Regions from separate parts of the Gossypium hirsutum genome. Here region 1 is linked to region 2. The links are chromatin contacts, called in public Hi-C maps. All regions are on one chromosome and are shown on one strand. Each heading gives the region's core, a stretch centred on a gene start, on an enhancer-like site or on the middle of the called end of the contact. The rest is flanking DNA. Distances are from core to core; before and after follow the strand shown. Region 1 has its middle 13 kb from the start of LOC107922632. Region 2 holds the start of LOC107944242 (classical arabinogalactan protein 5).

What was found. A called contact is a pair of places that touch in the nucleus more often than the background predicts.
Region 1: a Hi-C map of leaf shows a contact between it and region 2, with 2.3 times the contacts expected there. The contact joins the enhancer-like site here to the promoter of LOC107944242 in region 2. A contact is called at or near these places in 8 of 34 Hi-C or Micro-C datasets (anther, callus and leaf).

Annotation. Positions count from the first base shown.
Region 1 is chrD01:12,028,575-12,032,672 of Gossypium_hirsutum_v2.1, forward strand. No RefSeq gene overlaps it. Among protein-coding and RNA genes, the nearest start is that of LOC107922632, 13 kb to the right of the region's middle. Within about 2 kb of position 1,512, at least 2 of the 9 cell types and tissues checked have an H3K27ac peak or open chromatin away from gene starts, as enhancers often do. A contact at or near this core is called in leaf, where this site is marked.
Region 2 is chrD01:11,931,351-11,935,681 of Gossypium_hirsutum_v2.1, forward strand. LOC107944242 (classical arabinogalactan protein 5) reads left to right here and starts at 2,595. Exons shown (of 1, transcript XM_016878063.2): 1 at 2,595-3,452. The coding sequence starts at 2,735. The coding sequence ends at 3,361. LOC121213841 (nuclear transcription factor Y subunit B-3) reads left to right here. Exons shown (of 1, transcript XM_041087047.1): 1 at 1-1,252. The coding sequence starts at 348. The coding sequence ends at 902.

The DNA of each region.
Region 1 (4,098 bases), core at 262-2,761, 96 kb after region 2:
TTGAAAAAGCGACTTTGAAAAAGTTGACAAAGCAGCAAATCACAAACCTAACTTGACGCTTAGATGATTAAAAAGTATTTCTTGCCTTTTAACTTAAGTTGCTGTGATGTGTACTGATGGACCTCTACCGCTAGATTCTTCTTCCAAGTAATAGAATTATAAAAGATTAAATCAAATAATCACGTATTCACAAAAAAGGTAAAGATTGAAAAAAAAAATTAGATTTAAGATTCTAAACCCTAAAAATAATATTATTAAAAGAAATAATTATAAATTTTAAAAATTTAGTTTTAATGTACCTTAATTAAAAAAAAGTATATCACCAAAAAATGTGTATATGTAAATTATAATTAGGGACCAAGTCAAAAATTATTTTAAGGGGTCAAAATTAAATTGTATATTTTTACGATAGTAAAAATATAAATTTATTATTTTAATAGCCTATATCTTTATAATATTTAAAAGATTAAATAAATTTTTATCATTTTTTGGGGCTAAAATATAATTTTATCATTACTAATTTAAAATTTTATAAACTATAAAGAGACCTAAATAAAAAAAATTATATTTTAGAGAAAGTCGGAGCTTCTGCCAACCCTTGATTCATTACTAATTATAATATTTTCTAAATTAAATTAATTTGTGACATCAATTCAATAAAAAAAATTATAAATTATAAATGGGTTTATTTTCTTTTAACTAAAAATGCTTTTCTGGTTGTATTTTTCATATAAAAAAACGGAAAACAAAGAAAAATAGCGAATAAGAGAAAACAAAAATTCTAACCAAGAAGAATAGTAAACGTAAAAGAATTTGTAGTGTTTAGTGGGTGCCACTAGTATGGTTATTGAGTTAGATGGATTGAGGTGACTTACATGATGTTGTTGACTTGGAAGCAACAAAAATAAATAAATAAAAGTCTAAACTACAATAGTAAAATTCTTTTATCATTAAATTATGAAAAAGTTATAAGACAATCATCTCATTATTTAATTTTATTTTTTTAAGTCACCAACTGACAGCTTTTAAAATTGACATAGTAATAATTTAACTTTCAATACTTATAAATTTTGTCATTTTAGTATTGATTCTAAAAAAATTTAACTTTCAATATTTACATATTGTGTAATTTGATCTCTTTTTACAGTTTTATTTTTATTTGTGACACTGAGAGTAAATTTTAAAATAATGATAAAAAGGTAAAAAAATGTTATCTTGTATTTTTTTTGATGTTCCTTTTTTTTATATATTTTCAATCAAATTTAACTAATAAATTTTTTAAAAAATTTTAGATGAAAAGGTTATAAAAAAATAAAACTGTAAAAAGAAAATTGCACAATGCATAAAAATTAAGTGTTAAATAAAATCAAAATTAAATTCACACTATATATTAAAATTACTATTATGCCCAATTTTAAAATTTATTGGTCAATAACATAAAAAGGCAAGACAATGAGTTGCCGGCTTTGTACCCGACTTGACAAATTCAAAGTCAAAGATGAATGCAGTCTGTCGAGAAGTTATGTTCCCACTGAATGAAAAGACCGCCCTAATTTGAATTAAGTACTCTCACAACTAGGCTCCAATTTCCATTACCTGTCAAATGCGTTTTTGTGCTTAAAAGCATAGAATCATTACTAACATTAAATTAAAAGTATTTTTAAACTCAAATTTAAAAGCTCTAGAGTAAAATATATTATCACTCAATATAATTTATGTAATAGTATATAGTTAGTTTTCTATTGATTTTTTTCTTATTCAATTTTATTTTTAATTTTTTTATCATATGAGTCATAGTTTTGGAGGTATGAATTAACTGAATTATATTATATGATTCTTTTAAATTTTGTATTAATTAATTTAAATTTTCACTAATATCTAAGTACAGAAAAAAGTGATTTTTAAAAAAAATACTAAATAAGAAAACAATATAAAACATATATTTAAATTAAATAGTAGTGTTAAAATGGAAAACTAAAAAAAGTGTGCATTAAAAAATGACAAAAAAAATTATCTTCAATGCCGGTATCTAGGTCCGTTCTTCACATTTTTGGGGTCCTGAGTAAAATAATAAAATGAGGTTTTAGATTCCTTAAAAATTGAAAAAAAATTATATCCCTTAAAAGTTGGTAAAAAAAATTTTGGGCCCTTTAAAAGCTAAAAAAGCTTTTTTGACCCCTTAAATGTTGGTAAAAAAATTTTCTTGGCCTTTAAAAGTTAAAAGAAATGTTTATTTGACCCCCTTAACAACTGGGAAATAATATTTTGAACCCCTTTCAGCCTTGGGTCCTGGACGGCCGCACCTCCAGACGACCCCCAAAATCGGATCTGCCGGTGTCACCAAAAAGAATAACTAAATTTTGACAAAAATAATTATATAAAAATTTAAATAACTGAATGATAAGAACAAAATTTTAACTATTTTGAGTTAAATCGTGTCTGAAATAACGGGAAAGCGATTCAGTGTACGAAAAACGAGAGCCTAAGAACCAAAATTGATATTATACAACTTATGTCTGCATATGAAGAGTATTTGGTTGAATTTCAAAAAGCTTTTTCAGAATACTTTCTACAAGTTTATCTTTTCACTAACAATTTAAATGAAAAATTCCCTACTATAAAGTTTAGACTTAATCATGAACCATTTGATATAAACAGTATTGAATGGGGTTTTGTTAAATAAATAACTGTTCAAAATTTCTCTTTTCATTTATTAAAAGATTTTTCTGCATTTATTAACACTATGTTATTACGTAGGGTATATGAAGAAGATTTTTATTATTACTAATTTCAGGAGTCCATTAATTTCCCTTGGCCGAGTGAGGTCCTTTTCAAGTTTATTTGATTCAGATAATTAAAGGTTAGGTCTAATGGCTGGCGTGCCTAATCCTATTAAAATCAAATTAATCTCAATTACTTCAATTAATCTTCCCACTATCGGATTTAATTTTATCATAAAATTTTGGTTATAAAGAAATTCAGTTAAAAAACGAGTAATTAACTGAAATTAATAACAGGGATAAATTTTAAAGCTACACATGAACTAGGGGTGAAGTTAAATTTTTTTTTTAGAGAAGTCAAAATTAAATTGTAATTTTTACGATACTAAAAATGCAATTTCACCATTTTAATAGCTTATATCTTTATAGTTTTTAAAGGATTAAATCAAATTTTTATCATTTTTAGAGGGCCAAAGTGCAATTTTACCTTTACTAATTTAAATTTTAAAATTTTTAAAGGACTTAAATGAAAATTTTTCCATTTTAGGGGGGTTGGGGGCCTTGGTAGCCCCTTAGCTACGCCCTTGACATGAACTTTGGTTCAATTTGTAATGTTATACATGACATTTTGATTTGATTCAATTTTTAAAAATCACTAGCATCATTATTGATATAATACCATTTTATATTTACATATATTATATACACAAGTAATCATACTTATCTATAATATAAAAGTGAAATGATGTATTAATTTCTTTAAATGTGTACAGTTGAATTAAAATAAAAAGTTTATGCATATATTTAAGCCCAAATCAAAGTTTAATATGTATAATTACACAAAATCAATGTTGATGTATCAAAGTTCATTTATCCTTTAATAATATATATTAGATATCTGTAAGCCCAATATATATATTAACCAAATGGATCTATGGGCCAAATAATTAAGTACAAAAATGACAAAAGCCCAAAACCTGTACTTTCATTTTGTTCCTTTCAGATTAAGCCTGCCGCTACCCCGTTATCCTTTGCTTTTTTTAAGTCTTCAATTCATTTATCGCAGATCAATCTATTTTTCGTTGTTGATAACTTTAGGATTGATGTTGCAATTAGTTATTGACTTTGCTTGGTAAAAGCACTATAAAATGTATACCTTGAATTACATTTTAGCTCATTTAGTGAAAGAAATTAGTAAATTAACCCTTGTAAGTTAAGATGAGTGAGTAAAATAACCTTTTATTAAATTTTGGTACTTATATATAAAGTATAATAATAAATTTATCTTTCAGTTTTACACATTTATTCAATTTGACCCTTAATAAAAAATAACAATACTTTATATATGTGTAAAAGTTGAGGGTCTAATTGAATAAAT
Region 2 (4,331 bases), core at 1,345-3,844:
TCTATTTACATTCTCTATATATAACACTTCCATATTCACCTTTTCCCTTTCACAGTTTTATCAGTACCAAATCTGTATAAGGTCAAGCGTTCTTTCGGGAAAAGGAAAATTGAAGAATATATATATATATATACTCTTTCTTTGGTCCTCAGCATCTTCCATTAAAACAAGCTTCGCTTTTGTCAACCATAAAAACCCTACCAAAAGAGATGAAACTGAAAACCTAGTACTAGTACTAGTATATATATAATATATATATTCAACTCAAGTTCCTCTTTATCACTGCAAAAAAAAAGAAAAAGAAACCCATCATATACCTTTGCTCACCATCCAAAAACGATCCAGCCATGGCGGATTCAGACAGTGAATCAGGAGGAGCTCAAAACAACGCTTCAAACGCAGCAGGCAACAATAACCATCTTTTTTCCCCGAAAGAGCAGGACAGGTTCCTGCCTATTGCTAACGTTGGCAGGATCATGAAAAAGGCTTTGCCTGCTAACGCCAAGATATCCAAGGAAGCTAAGGAAACGGTGCAGGAATGTGTATCGGAGTTCATCAGCTTCATCACCGGAGAAGCGTCTGATAAGTGTCAAAAGGAGAAGAGGAAGACCATCAACGGTGATGATCTCTTGTGGGCCATGACCACCTTAGGCTTTGAAGACTACGTTGAGCCCTTGAAGGTTTACTTGCAGCGGTTTAGGGAGATGGAAGGGGAGAAGACCACGGTTGCACGTGATAAAGACGCGCCTCTTGTTGCTGCTAGTGGTGGTGGTGGTGGTGGGGTGTATGGGATGATGGTACATCAGCATCAAGGACACGTGTATGGTTCTACTGGGTTTCATCAGATGGGTAGTGGGTTGGGTAAAGGTGGGCCTCCGAATAATTTGGGTAGGCCGAAGTAGCTTCCCATCTGTCACATCACTGACACGTGTATGATTCTTATGAATTTGATAGTAATTTCGGGTTTCTTAAATTTGGGCCTACTCGAAATCGGGTTGGCCCAGTTAGGTCACAGAGGGTACACGTGTAAGCTTTAAGAGAAGCTAGTTATGATAGGGCCCACTAGTCATCTCAATAACACGTGTACGGTGAAAAGAAGGAAGAGGCAGTTTTAGGCCCTTGGATTTGAGATCCGCAGCGTGGAGACTTTAGTTGCAGTTTGGTTTCCGGTAAAAGAATAAAACACTAGGATTATATTTCTGTGATGATTTTATGATTTTTATTATTTATAAATTACTTAATTTGGGTTAAATAATGTGACATTTGCAAGTTTTCTATACAACTCAAATTTACTTTAAAATTTTATATATTTCCACCAAATAATTGTAGACCCACATTTTGATAATTTTTGGAAGAAGTTAAATAAAATTAATGTAATTGAATTAAGAAATAAAAATATTCTAAGAGATTCAAATGATAGATACCACATTGATTATAGAGTATTTACAAGAGATTCAGGTGATAATATACACATTGATTGTAAGGTTAACAAGTCTGGAATTTATTTTAATGCAAATTTCTTTAAAGGAGGAAGTCTCAATACGAGGAGATATAGAGTGAACTATTCTTTACATAAAACGCAATCAACATACATATAAATAAATTTTTATGGGTTTGGCCCGACTGAGTTTAGGTCGGATTTATGTATGATAGTAATATTTTTGTGTTTAATTAAGTTCGGTCCAACTCGAAATATGACTCGTTTTAAGTCCACTCATATTATTTTTTTAATACTTATTTATTAAATTTTTATATGTAATTATCTTAATATTTTTATTTATATTATAAATTACATAATATATAAAAATAGGAGGTACAACTACATGACTGAAGGATACCAACTGGTTCATGCGGAGTGAATTCTTTGTTAAGGGAGAAACATTGTAAACCGTTGCGGCATGAGGATGAGTGGTCATTGGTAGAGCAATATAAAATATCTGTTGTCATATTGCGTATTTGACCTCTAGCAGTTTCACAAGTTGATTTTCTGTCACCTGTTTTCGTTGAATACGTTGAGGAGGGTATAGGGAAGTATCTTAAAACTTTTAGTATGTGGATTTTTATTTTATTTAATATCTTAAAACTTTGGAGAGGGGGGCGGAGACAGTGGTGGGGGAAGGAGTGGGGATTTTTATTTTATTTAATATTAATATAAAATTTAAATTTATTATATATTTTAAAAATATTTATGTATTTTTATATATTTTTTTAAAATTTTAAAATTATGACTAAATCGATATAATGTGTAAATGTTAAAGGTTAAATTTATTATTATACTAATTTTTGTAGTGACGCGGTAGTTTGACATTTTGTGATTTTAACAGGAGTGACCAAAATGATTGAACTATGTAATGAAAATTTTTTATAGTAGAGTGGCTATTTGTGTAGTTTAGCCTATAAATTATTATTTTTTAATAGATATTTGGTAATATTTCAAAATATATATGAATATGAAATAAATAATTATAGATTTTTGGAATCGGGTCTACTTTTCTGGTACCCTAGGCGACCAAATTAGAGTTAACGGCTATTTTAGTAGAAACAACTTTTTGAAATACACTCCCAACGGTCAAAATTTCTGTAATTATCCTAATCAAATCCTTTAACCTGTTACTTAACATTTTCAAATTCTGAAAGCCTACTTTTATAAATTTCTCACTTTCTCCTTTTCCATCTTTAAAAACAGAAAATCATCAACCATCAAAGCAAATAGAGAAGAATTTAGAAAGCAAAGATGATTAGACTCGTCAATGTTTCTATTTGTGTTCTCTTTATTTCTGTTACTGGCATCCTAGTAAAAGCCGATAATGCACCTTCTCCATCGCCAAAGACAACTCCTGTGTCTCCGGCGAAAGCTCCCACCACTTCTTCAAGTCCTCCAATCACATCGCCTTCTAAATCTCCTTCATCATCACCTCCGTCGGCAACTCCTGCGAGTTCCCCATCGATAACATCGCCCCCGCCTGCAACAACTCCCACTGCTATGCCCACACCTTCTCAATCTCCTACTGCCACTCCGCCTGCTTCTTCTAGCCCCCCGGCTCAATCCCCAGCGACTCCATCACCAGCGGCAAGTTCTCCTCCGTCCATGACTCCAGTCGGGGCTCCACCTGTTGCGGAAGGTCCGGTTGGAACTCCCGAGTCTTCTGCCAATATTCCTTCTAGTTCAGCGACGCCAGCGGAGAGTCCTGCGATTTTCCCATCGACCAGTAGCCCGCCGATGGCCACTCCAGTGGGTTCGTCGCCGGAGAGTGCGGAGGGTCCAGCGGTTAATGATGAGTCCGGTTCAAAATCTGGTTACGAAGTGGGGTTCGTTGTTCTAACGGCGAGTTTGGTTATTGGATCGGCGTTGATTCTTTAGATTTAATTTTTTGTTAAGAGTAGTTTCCACATTATTATTTCATTTGCATGTATTATTTGGTATAAATAAAATTATTGTGTGGATTATCAAATTTTTTGGCTTTTATCATTTGGGAGGAGCAAAAATGAAATTGTCCTACTAAATTAAAACCAGAATTAAAATTCTACTTTAAATGAAAAATGATCTACTTATACAGTCATTGTCCAACATTCGAGAAGATTCTCTTGTAGAAGATGTAACACTAGCACCTTTACAATATATCAATAAAAAATATTCTATATATTAATATATAATAATAAATAAAAATTTTAAATTTACTATAGATGTATTTACATGAGTAGATAATTAAATATAATGGTTAAAATATTAATTATATAAATAATTAGGAAAGTGTGTAGATTATATACAAGTGAATCCCCCTAATTTATTTCACTTCTTTTTCTTATTTAATTAATACTAATGAAATGTTTTGGATTTCACTTAAAAAATACTAAATTTCGTTGTTTGGAGAAATTAGGAATATTAAAGTTAAGAGTCTGCCAAAGTATAGCACGTTATTTTCTTTCTTTTTGTCTGCTGTAATCGCAGTTTCGTTGGAGATTTTATCTCCGCTTCAGCCAAAAATCTTGCTGATGAAGAAGAAGAAGAAGAACCGACATATGGGCAAGAAGAAGATGAAGTTGAAGACGAGTTCAACTTCTGTCTGGTAGGGAGAGTATTAACTAAAAGTGCAGTACACTTTCCGTCTATGGAGTATGTGTTAGCAGAACTATGGCACCCGATTGAAGGAGTTACAATTACAAAAATTGAAGACAAAAGAATCTTATTCCGTTTCTACAATGAGATTGAATAAAAAGGGTAGTTGATAGTTTACCTTGGTTTTTCAATAGACACTTAATAATTTTCCACATAGGGGAAGATCCGCTTCAAGTTCCACTTTTTTATACAAACTTTTGGGTACAAATCCGTA